Linked DNA regions of Mus musculus: all the other regions are linked to region 3. Evidence: chromatin contacts called from public promoter capture Hi-C and targeted proximity ligation data. All regions are on one chromosome and are shown on one strand. The core of a region is the stretch at or near the end of the contact, and the rest is flanking DNA. Distances in the headings are between cores, read along the strand shown. Region 1 holds the start of Gldc (glycine decarboxylase). Region 2 holds the start of Lipa (lysosomal acid lipase A). Region 3 holds the start of Sgms1 (sphingomyelin synthase 1). Region 4 holds the start of Ermp1 (endoplasmic reticulum metallopeptidase 1).

What was found. Promoter capture Hi-C pulls out the DNA fragments that hold promoters and counts their contacts.
Region 1: a contact with region 3 is called in a promoter capture Hi-C map of stem cell-derived epiblast-like cells, with 5 times the contacts expected there. A contact is called at or near these places in 3 of 39 promoter capture datasets (hippocampal neurons, liver and stem cell-derived epiblast-like cells) and 1 of 130 datasets of targeted methods (astrocytes).
Region 2: a contact with region 3 is called in a targeted proximity ligation map of astrocytes, with 2.3 times the contacts expected there. A contact is called at or near these places in 2 of 39 promoter capture datasets (liver and pre-B cells) and 1 of 130 datasets of targeted methods (astrocytes).
Region 4: a contact with region 3 is called in a promoter capture Hi-C map of pre-B cells, with 3 times the contacts expected there. A contact is called at or near these places in 1 of 39 promoter capture datasets (pre-B cells) and 2 of 130 datasets of targeted methods (astrocytes and forebrain).

What each region holds. Positions count from the first base shown.
Region 1 is chr19:30,174,151-30,176,850 of GRCm38.p6, reverse strand. It overlaps Gldc (glycine decarboxylase), which reads left to right and starts at 1,410. Exons shown (of 25, transcript NM_138595.2): 1 at 1,410-1,860; 2 at 2,349-2,427. The coding sequence starts at 1,591.
Region 2 is chr19:34,526,125-34,528,824 of GRCm38.p6, reverse strand. Lipa (lysosomal acid lipase A) reads left to right here and starts at 1,351. Exons shown (of 10, transcript NM_021460.3): 1 at 1,351-1,459.
Region 3 is chr19:32,387,118-32,389,817 of GRCm38.p6, reverse strand. It overlaps Sgms1 (sphingomyelin synthase 1), which reads left to right and starts at 1,306. Exons shown (of 10, transcript NM_144792.5): 1 at 1,306-1,598. It overlaps 2700046G09Rik (RIKEN cDNA 2700046G09 gene), which reads right to left and starts at 602. Exons shown (of 2, transcript NR_033198.1): 1 at 442-602; 2 at 1-113.
Region 4 is chr19:29,647,116-29,649,815 of GRCm38.p6, reverse strand. It overlaps Ermp1 (endoplasmic reticulum metallopeptidase 1), which reads left to right and starts at 1,401. Exons shown (of 15, transcript NM_001081213.2): 1 at 1,401-1,780. The coding sequence starts at 1,461.

The sequences.
Region 1 (2,700 bases), core at 161-2,660, 2.2 Mb after region 3:
ACATTCCAAACTACTAAAAATGTCCTCATTCTGATGTTTATATAGAAGACCAAATAAAGTTATGAAGTCAGCTTGTGTGGAAATTTGGCAATCCAACACTGGGTCTAAATGATTCCCTAAATATGTGCTTCCTGTAGCAATAGAAATGAAGGGATTCTTTCAGAACATTGGAGTCGTCTCCTCTTCTGACCTGTCATTTTAACCTACAAACTCATCACAGTAGTTAGCCCTCCCTACAAGTCCTTCCACTGGAAGGTCTTAACTTAGCAACTATTTGGTCTAGCAAAGACCTGCCTGCAACAGACACAGTAGTCGCCCCTGAAAGTTTAGGCAACACTGTTTCTTGTGTCTTTCCCAAGACCCAGTTTCTCTTTGCCTTCAACTCTAAGGTCATCGTTAAGGATGTGTATAAAGGTCAGATAGGCGGGTCCCAGGTTCCTGTCCTTGGGGGTCAGCTTCCTGGAGATGCTTTTGCTTTCATTACAGTATCTGTTTAGGTTTACTCAGGAAATAAAAATATAGCCAATATACCAACAGCATACTCATGCATTCCACGTAAAGGAAGACTGAATTTCAGGAATGGGTGCATATCAAACCAGTACAGAGAAGACGAAGGAGACATACAAAGGAGGGAGGGAGAAGACAGGTGCTGGGGTGTAGCTTGGTGCTAGTTGGGAGATCGGGGGTTTGGTTCCCATCGCATCATATCTCAAAAAAAGTGGGGTCAGGGGGATGGCTCAGTGATTGAGAGCACTTGCTACTCTTATGGTTGGGCTATCAGCACCCACATAAAAGCTCACAACAGCCTGTAACACCATTTGCAGGGAATCTGATGTCCACTTCTAACTTCTGCAAGCATTCGGCATGTATGTGATACACAGACAGACATTTCACCCAACACACAAATCAATAAAAAATAATATTAAATCTTTATTAAAAGATTAAAGCATAAGATATTTTAGGGGCTGTGCTCTTTGTCCAGATTTCATAACTATGAAAGAACCTTCCTTTGCCCATAGTGGTTTTCATGAGATGTGACCCTAAAGTCAGTAAGTGGAGACCAGCTAACTATTGGAGTCTTCCTGTCTTCTGTCTCAGTGCATTGCTCCAGGAACTTCACGAATGTTAGGGCTGCCCCAATGGGCCCTACAACCCGGCCAGTGGGCCTATAGAGCATCCCGAACCCCTGTGTAAGAAGAGGGATTTGGGACCTTAAACTTCCAGCATCAGGCAGGGGACTCCACCCTGCTGCTGAAGAGGGGAAAGAAGTGGGAGGAGGTGGGAGACAAGGAGGAGAGAGAAAGGGAGGGCCCTGCCTCGCCCCCGCCCTGCAACCCATTCCCATTGGCTAAAGGTTTCCTGGCTCCATCCTACTGCCCGCCTTCGGGCGCCGCTTAAAGTGTGCGGAGCAGGTGCCTGCTGAGGCGGAGGAACTTTGCAAGAGTTAGTGCAGTTCGCTGTACCCATTCATTGCCCGCAGTGGTCGGGAAGGGGATCCAGGGACTGCGGCGGCCACTCCCGGGGCATTGGGGCCAGAGGAGGGCCGGAAAGCGCTGCTGACCCTCGTGGGCTGGGGAGGTGACGGCGTCCATGCAGCTGTGTGCCAGGGCATGGGGGCTGCGCCTGGGCCGCGGAGCCGGGGGCGGCCACCGCCTGGCTCGGGGCACCGGCTTGAGTTGGGCGCAGCGAAGCCGGGACAGCAGCGGCGGCGGTGGCGGTGGCGGTGGCGGGGACCGCGGCGCGGCTGGGGCCTCGCGCCTTCTGGAGCGCCTCCTGCCCAGACACGATGACTTCTCCCGGAGACACATCGGCCCCGGAGACAAAGACCGGAGGGAGATGCTGCAGGCGCTGGGGCTGGCGGTAAGGCCCTCCACCCTCCACCCTGCCGGAGCTCTGCCCGCTGGGCCTCCCGGCTCCCACCTTGCCTTCCTCCTCCGTCCCGGGCCCCAGCTTGAAAGCGAGCTCGCTCTTAATCGTGGTGCCTTCTCCTCTCTTAACTTTTACTCTGTTCTCGCTCTTCTAAAGTGCATTTAAAAAATATCCCCAACTCCAGACGAACCCTAACTTTGCAGGAAAAGAAGACTCCCTACTTAGAGTACATTAATCCGGTCAGCTCCAGTTGCAGCTCCCGAACCCGGAGTAGCGGATTTACCATCCGGCTCCATCATTTTTTTTTTTTTTCCTCCAAAAGATTTCTGCTTCCTGATGTTTCACTTTAAAAAGAACTCTTAATTAGACGATTTAAATGAAGTTCCTACCAGCCTTTGAAGATAAACTGAAGTGGCTCTCTTAACTCAGGCTCTTTGCTCTGACTGTCCTGTTCACCAGCTTGCGTTTTTAAATTTTAGAGCATTGATGAGCTCATCGAGAAGACGGTCCCCGCCAGCATCCGCTTGAAGAGACCCTTGAAAATGGAAGACCCTATTTGTAAGTGGCCGGGAGGACTCTCAGGGGTTCCGCTGCTCTGCCTTCTATAATCTCTGTCCGGCTTTGGGGTTGGATTGCTCAGTACTTGACAGGCCCTAAACCGCTGGGATTTTTCTTCCCTGAGGAAAACCTATGTAAGCCCCTTTCATGGTCTTTATCCCTGAGTTGCTGGCGAGGCACCTACAAGCTTTCCCAAAGAAGGCTTTGCAAAAGACACGTGTTGGATTAGAAGTCTCCACCTCATGCACGCCCACCGGAAGGGCTTTTTGTTCC
Region 2 (2,700 bases), core at 102-2,601, 2.1 Mb before region 3:
AACCTTTCTAAACTCAGATTCTATCTGTGTGAAATGGAGATGCAGAGGTCTTGGATTGAGAGCCTATGGAGAGGACTTAGCATCACAATGTGGAGGATGCGCAGATTGTGGCTGGGCTTTGCTAGCCACAGTCATCCCTGGCACTTCAGGGTGCTCATTTGTTTTTATTTATAAAGTTCATGTGTTTTACGGCCTAGCCCTCTAAACTATAGGTTACAACCTCACATGGGGGTGTCACAAAAAATGTTGGTAACCCTAAAAGGTGCCTGGATGTGTAATTACCAAAAGTGGATTCAAAATCAAACATATCAGACTGTGACGTGTTTCAGGCCATATTTGCCTGTGTGATGCACATCACTGCTGTCTAGGTTCTGTACATGCAACGTGTGCACTTGTCCCCTGTGTGGCAGCAAGTACCACAGACTGCCTGCCTGAGATAGCCTTGTTCACATTAATGATGGTTACGAGGTGCAGTGTTTGTACTGCATGTAAAAAGTTTTCTGCTGTTATAGAAAGATAACAGTTAAGTTATAGAAAGCCAAGGCTTTTAATATTTTTCCCACTGTCTTTCCTCAGCATGTAAGTATAAAAGTAGCATTCCTTTGGATTCCATTGTGTTACAATGTTTGATTTTTAAAAGTTATTGTTTGGTTTCCTTGACCGAGTTTCATAAAAAGTCATAAACTGAAGTTTGACTTGAGATAGGACAAAACTTGAGCAATTTTTGCAATGTCTCTAAAAATACTTCAGACATTCTGTGCTATGTATTTATGGGCTGTACTGGTCTCATCGGCTACACCTCCAACAACAAAGTAGGAACCAATTCTGAGAACCGTTTTATGTTGCTGAATGTGCAGCAGTATTTTGTAAAAGTAAGCACATCTGTCTCACTAATACACCAATTTGTTTTTGTTTGCAGAAAATGGTAAATATACATATATATATACATATATATATACATATATGTGTATGTATATATGTAATACTAAAATAATTGTTTTAAAATGAATTTCTTTATAATTTATTGTTAAAAAATGCTTGATTTGTATACCTAGCTAGTGGAGTTTGAATGAGAATTTCTGAAGTAAAAGGAGGTCATGAGAGGAAAAAGTTTATAATGCTCTGCTAAGTGCTAGGTATACAGGATGCCCACCAGCTTTGAAGCAGGAGGAAGCTCTGGCTGGGCTTAGAGCAGGCCTGGGCTGGGCTGAATCTTTTGGGCGAACAGAAGGCGCATGCTCCTCTGAGTCCGCTTCCCCAGGGCTAGGCCGATGGCCAGGAGGGGTGGAGTCACCAGGGCACTTCCCGGTGGTGGACTGCCCTGATTGGCTGTGTGAAAGTCCTGGGCAGGGTGACGGCTCCGCCCTCCCACCAAGTAGGTGTAGGCACCAGGTTGGCCAAGCTCGCCTGCTTGTAGTGGGCACTGCTTCTGGAGGCTGAGGTTGGAGGACCACTCCCGGTGAGTGACTGCTTTGGGGCTGGCTTCGTGCAGCGGGCTCGGGAGCTGGTGTCCTGTGGATCGCCAGGGCTGGGAGAGGAGGCCCCACCAGGGTCTCTGGCCTCCAATTGCTCTGCTCCCGGGGCACGCTCTGTGTCGGGTACCTGAAGGTGGTTTGGGGGGCGGCGATTATGTGGGTATCAACAAGAAGTGGACTGTCCTTCCCTGGGCGCCCTCCCGCTTCCTGGGCAGGCGCGATCGACGATTAGGAACCCTGCCCAGATTTCTTGGACTGCTGGACAGGCAGAATGCCTGATTCTCAGTCCTCTTCATCCTTTCTTCCCGTTAGCTCTCCCACGACCTTACTCTTAGCTCTTACACGACTGCATGGCCAGCAGCAACCTTGGGAGTGGGTCCTGGTTAAAAACCCCGGCGATACTGCTGAATAATCAGCTAGTCCTTTGCTTCCAGTATTTGACTGGCGTGTTTACATTATCTTGGAAAATGAGCTTAGTTAGTACTGTTGAGTTGGTAGAGAAGCGTCAGACTGTAGGAGGCACTGCAACATCTGGGCATTGCCAATAGCTTAGGAATTATTGAAAAACTACCCCGGACCTTTATTTTCGTCTGTCTCTGAACTGCGGAGCTGTTCCTGCCCATTTTTTAAAAGCAACATTTGTACTATTTATGCAGGACTTGTCAGAGTCTTGAAGGTTCAAAGTTAAATCAGACTTCAGCTCTGCCCACCCCCACTTCCGTTCTCCAGTTGAAAGGAAGGCAGACAAATAATGAATTGGATTGTTGCAAAGCCATAAGTACTGTGGTAAAGATGTTCTAAACACCTAGACTAGCGCACTAAACCCAGCTCAGAGCCTTATCAGACAACCCCTTCTGTGAGAATTATTTGTCAAGTTCGTTGAGTAACGGTGCTGTGTTGGAAGGAAGTCTAATGGGTGACTTTCCATGTGAGTAGCTTCCCCAATCACCTCACGGTGTGAATGCCCTTCCCAGACTGTATCAGGTTCTGTAAAAACGGCTTCCACCAAAAAGAAAAGTGCTTATTTTAAGTTGCCTTGGGAACCTTTATTTATCGATCTACCGCCCCCACCCCCCCTTGCTTTTCAGACTGCTTTTATGTTCTCTAGTATTGAAGGACCTCTGGGACAGTGACCTGAAGTTAGAAAGGTAGCCTTAGACTGTGCTACATAAGACTATGCTGGCAATTAAAAGCATGTGTGGCCAGGACAAACTCCAGAGATTAT
Region 3 (2,700 bases), core at 57-2,556:
CATCTTTCGCCACCTTCATCCTCCGTCGCCGGGAATGGGTCAGAACAGGGAAGCAGCAGGAGGAGCGATGCCAGCGCCTTAGGAACGGGAACTCCTCTTCCCAACTTCCGCCCCTGGGGAAAAGCAGAAGCCATCAGCTCCAAGAGAGCGGCTCTCCAATTCTTAGCCGTTAGGTTCTGGCTCTGGAGACAGCCGGTCCTCCCGGTGTCACCGGCGTCGCAGTACCCTCGCTGTACCCCCGCTGTAGACTGGCGGACTGCATGCAGGTGAGGGCGGGGGCCTGTGCCTGGTGGGGAGGCAAATGGACTAGAGTCTGCCCGGATCCCGGACCCTTCTTCGTCTACGGCCCCGGAGAGCTGAAGATGGCTGCCCCGGAGCTCCGCGGACAGTCACGTGTCTCGCAGGCACGGCCGTTCCCCCCTCCCCGCCCCCAGACCAGACCCTGCAGGGTAGCGCGTCCCGGGCGACCCATGCCACGGTGGTACGAGCGGTCGGCCCAGAAGGCCGGAGCTACTGGAGGCTGCTGTCTCTGCCGCGAGATCACCGTCCTGGTACCGGGTTCCACTGCCCGAGCTGGAGATCTGCCGGCGACCCGCACCCCGTGGGGCCATTGGGCATGCGCAGTGCTCCGGCCCTGGTGCGGCGCTCTCCAGGTTTTCGCCGCAGCTCCGAGAGGCGGCGGGAGGTGGGGCCCGGACGGACTAGGGGGGAGGGCCCGGTTCTTCCCGAGAACTCCTGGGCCTTCACGCTGCCTGGGGCTGCGCGATTTAGGAAGCCTGCAGACCCCTGATTTGGGGGGGGGGGGGGGGGGGAGATGGTGGTTTTAAGGATTAGAGCTTCGGAAAAATGTCCCGAAGAGTTTGAGGTTCATCCATTTTAAATGATCAATCATAAGGGAGTCACAAGTGTCGCAGCTCTTGGGCTTGGTGGGAAAGAAAATGCCAGTGTAGTTCGCCAACAGCTGTCCCCGTAGGTAGTTTCACCAAGGCTGAGTTTGTGTCCCCAACCTTCTAGCCGCCTTTTGCCGCACAACTCTCGGGCTGGCTCCTAATAGGGCTTCTGATCCCGGAGGATGAAACCCACCATCTTTCTCTTCTCGTGGTTGGGGGGTGGTGGGGGCGAAAGGGAACCGCATCTCCAGTTCCCGTTTCTAGAAACAAAAAGGACTCCCCCCCCCCCCCGTCCCCACCCCCAGCACACCCCACGGCCAGCTGTCCTGCGGGACTCAGCTGGGTCCCTGGTCGAGCGTCCGCGGTCCCCGCCCCCTGGCCGCCGGGAACACCCGGAGGAACGGACTGGCGTCGCGCGGGAAGCCGACCCGGCTCCGCCGCGGACTGGGCATGCTCGGCAGCCCGAGGTTCCAAGTCAGAAGCCTTCTCGCCAGCTCGGCGGCGGCCGGAGCAGCGGCGGCGGGCTGCCGGCTGGACGGGAGCAGGGAGAGCCGGTTCGGGCGGGCTGCTCGTCCCGGGAGCCTGGCACGCGGACGGGAGAGCGGGATCGGGTGCAGAGTCCGCACGCCGCCCTGCCCCGGTTTCGTTCCGCGGCGCGGGGCTCGGCGCGTGGAAAGAATTCCGGCGGCTGCCACGACTCGCGTGCAAGTGAGTCGCGGGGCGGGGGTGGAGGGCCGGCCTCCGGGTCGCGAGCGGCTGGATCTGACCCGAGTCTCTCGGGCCAGGCCTGACCTCGGTTGACGGCGGGCGGGCAGCCGGGGCGAGGGGGCGTGAGCGCATACCGCGCGGTGTCGCGCGTACCTGGCGTGCGGTCCCCCGCGGCCGCTCGTGGGGGTGGGCGCGGGGGAGCGCTCTGGCGGCCGCGATCCCGGCTCCGAGGGGGCGGGCCGCCGGCGGGGCTCCCCCGCCAACTTGGGCGGGGAGGAAGGAGGAGGCGTCCGTGGGCACCTTTCCGAGGTGCTGCGTGCGGGCTGGAAGGCTGCCTGGTGTCACATTGAGGCGAGCGGACGGTAGCGGGGCCTGAGAGCCCGGGACTGAGGACCTTTCCAGGTGGAAGCCAGCCAGAGGTCCCGTAGTGCTTAGGGGTGGACCCCCAAAATCACAGCCCCACCCCCACAACCCTGGGCGGCAGAGTGACAGTTGGTACCTCCTGGCCTGATCGCAGCGGGGCCAAGAGTCCGCGGCTTTGGGATTCCCTTCAGCACGGCCCCTCGATGACCCCCAACGGCATAACAGGTGGGACCCCCCTTCCCGGAGGAGCGAGCCCCTTCCTTCCCAGGCGGTGTAACAGCCCCTGGCTCGCGACTATTCTGAGACCCCGCGTGTCCTCACCGCGTGGGGGTGTTAAAGGGTAAGGCCTGCAGGGGCATCTGCGTAGCTCTGGACGCGGTTCGTCCAGAGAATGAGGGGTCTGAGTGATCATAGGCGACTTGTCAAGGGCACATCAGTGGTAGCAGCGCTGCCTCTGCCCGGATTTTAAACCCACACTCCAACTGTCTTCCTTTGGTGGCCCCGGTGTCCTGGTCCATCTAACGGATTCTGGATAATGCTTGATCCTTTTTGACTGCCGGGCTAACAGTCGGGGTGGAGGATGCTATTGACCTGGGGAGCTGAGAGAATCCGGGCAGGTGCTTCTCGGATGTTTCATTTCACCTTCAGACAGGACCGAGTTCAGCGCTACACACATAAAAAAGACAGAAGGCTGGTTTCTGACGGGAAGTTTATTTTCAGTGTTCTGAGGCCTGCCTTC
Region 4 (2,700 bases), core at 152-2,651, 2.7 Mb after region 3:
TAGCTTGTGTGTCAAGTTGATAGAAGACTAGCCAGCACAATTGTGTTTATATGATGTGTTTGCAAGTGTGTTTGTATGAATTGTGTGTTTGTATTTGAACACTCGTGTGTGCTTAGGTCAGTAGACACCTTGTGGGAGCTGGTGTTCTCCTTCCACCATGGGCCTAGTAGGGAAATGAAAGGTTGTCAGGCCTTGGGGGAAATCAGGGATGGACACATTTATCTTCTGATCCATCTTGTTAGTTCAAGAATATCTCTTCGGGAGCTAGAGAAAGTACCCAAGGAGCTGAAGGGGTCTGCAACCCTATAGAAGGATCAACAATATGAACTAACCAGTACACCCCAGAACTGTGTCTTTAGTTGCAGATGTAGCAGAGGATGGCCTAGTTGGCCATCATTGGGAGGAGAGGCCGTTGGTCTTGCAAAGATCATATGCCCCAGTACAGGGGAATGTCAGGGCCACGAAGCAGGAGTGAGTGGGTTGTGGAACAGGGCAGGAGGAGGGTATAGGGGACTTTCGGGATAGCATTTGAAATGTAAATGAGGAAAATATCTAATAAAAAATGAAATATCTAATAAAAAAGAATATTTCTTCGGAACCTTTGTTTTTAGAGTGCCCTGTGTGTCCGCGGAACAGAGCAGAAGGCTGTCTTGGGATCCCATTTGTCCTTCATTTGCTGTCTTTATGTTCTTCAATATTAAATAGGAATGAAAATATTTTCTTTTCAAAGTCTGTACTTAGCACACTGCTTGACTCAGCAGCTATTCATTAAATTATAGGTATTGTTATCTGTTAAATGAAAACAGCACTAGCCCTGGTAATTGGGGTTCTGTGTCTCCCTACTTCCTTCCCTGCCTCCTCTAGCTGCTCACCTTTGTAGCCCTGGTTGGCCTGGAACTCTCTACGTAGACCAGGCAGGCCTCTAATTTGTGTAAATCCTGAGTGCTGGGATTACAAATGCTTTTTTTTTTTTTTCCAAAAAAATTTTTTTTAAAAGACAGGATCTTTGTTATGTATTCCACTCTAGGCACAAAATAGGGATCCTCCTGTGGCCATCCTTCCTAGTGCCAGGATTACACCTTTGTCCAGTCCTGGTTGTGAAGTCTTACTTATTGATTTGGTAGGCAGAATCCTCCTTTTCCCAGTATTCATCAGCCCAGCGCAGGATAAATGCCTCGTGTATTCTGTTAAAGCGGCCTTGCACTTCTCTCTTGCTTAGGGCTGCTCATTTCTAGGTTTATGGGTGTTTTTCCCTTTGACAGTCTGCTGGCACCAGGCTGGGTGTCAGCCTGTGCCACCAAAGATCTCAGACTCAGGCACCAGGGAACAGCGAGGCGGACCAGCCAATCAGAAGAAATTTGGCCCTCTGCAGTTTCCGTCCGCTCACTAGGAGGCGCTGCGGAGGCCGCGGTGGCCCGGACTGTCGCAGGCTGGGGCGGTTGGTGGTGGCAGTTGCCGCCATGGAGTGGAGCTCGGAGTCAGCGGCTGTGCGGCGGCACCGCGGCACCGCGGAGCGTCGGGAGGGAGAGGCGGCCGCGTCGCACCGGCAGAGAGAGGCCTCAGCGCAGGAGGATGCGAAGGGCGTCGGGAGGATGTGGGGGAAGACGGAGAACGGCGGCGGGAGCCGGGTTGCGAAGACCGCGCTGTCCGAGGCGCGCACGGCGCTGGCGCTCGCACTCTACCTGCTCGCGCTGCGGGCGCTCGTGCAGCTCTCGCTGCAGCGGCTGGTGCTGAGCCGGACCTCGGGGCTCCAGGGCGAGTTCGACGCGCGCCAAGCCAGGTACGGCCGATCGGCCCGGCCGCGAGTCCTCTGCGGCCCCGGGGTGGGGGAGCGCCTGGTGGGTGAGTCCCGCGCGGGTGAGCCCGGCGCCACTGTGCCCCAGGCGGAGGAGGCCGGCGCTGCTGTATGCAGAGTCCCGGGGTCCTTGGGCGCACCTCGGTGGGAAGTGGGATGATCCTGCGCGTCCTCCGGGGGTCTGAATTGCGGGTACTCCGGGCTTCCTCGGCTCCCTCTTTCGCTTTCTTGGGGTGGCCAGATCGATTGAGTCTGCTTTCTCATCCACTCTCTTCCTCCTGCAGATGATTGGTTGTTCACACGCTTCATCATTCTCCTCTCTTTCTCGAGCAACTTCCACTTTTTACTTTGGTTAGTTCTCTGCATTTAAAATGAGATGGAGAGTGAGGTTTTTGTGCCAGGGCTGCATTACCAAGTCTTTCTGGGATGGTGTGGGAGAGGAGTAATGTAGTGCGTGCTAACCTTTCTAAGCACCACAGCCCTCATATCTGAAAGCTGTGGAAGGAGACTCAGAGTACATCCAGACAGAATTATGCCTGTAATTTCTGAAGGTCGCAGATGGTCTATGGCTCTTCTGTACTACGGATTGTATAGGGTTCAACATTTTTTATTTTATTTTATTTTTTATTTTTTTTAAATATTTATTTATTTATTATATGTAAGTACACTGCAGCTGTCTTCAGACACACCAGTCAGATCTCCTTAAGGATGGTTGTGAGCCACCATGTGGTTGCTGGGACTTGAACTCAGGACCTTCAGAAGAGCAGTCGGGTGCTCTTACCCACTGAGCCATCTCACCAGCCCCATTTTTTATTTTTTTTATTCTATTTATTTACTTGTTTATTTTTCGAGATAAGGTTTCTCTGTGTAGCCCTGGCTGGAACTCCCTCTGTAGACCAGGCTGG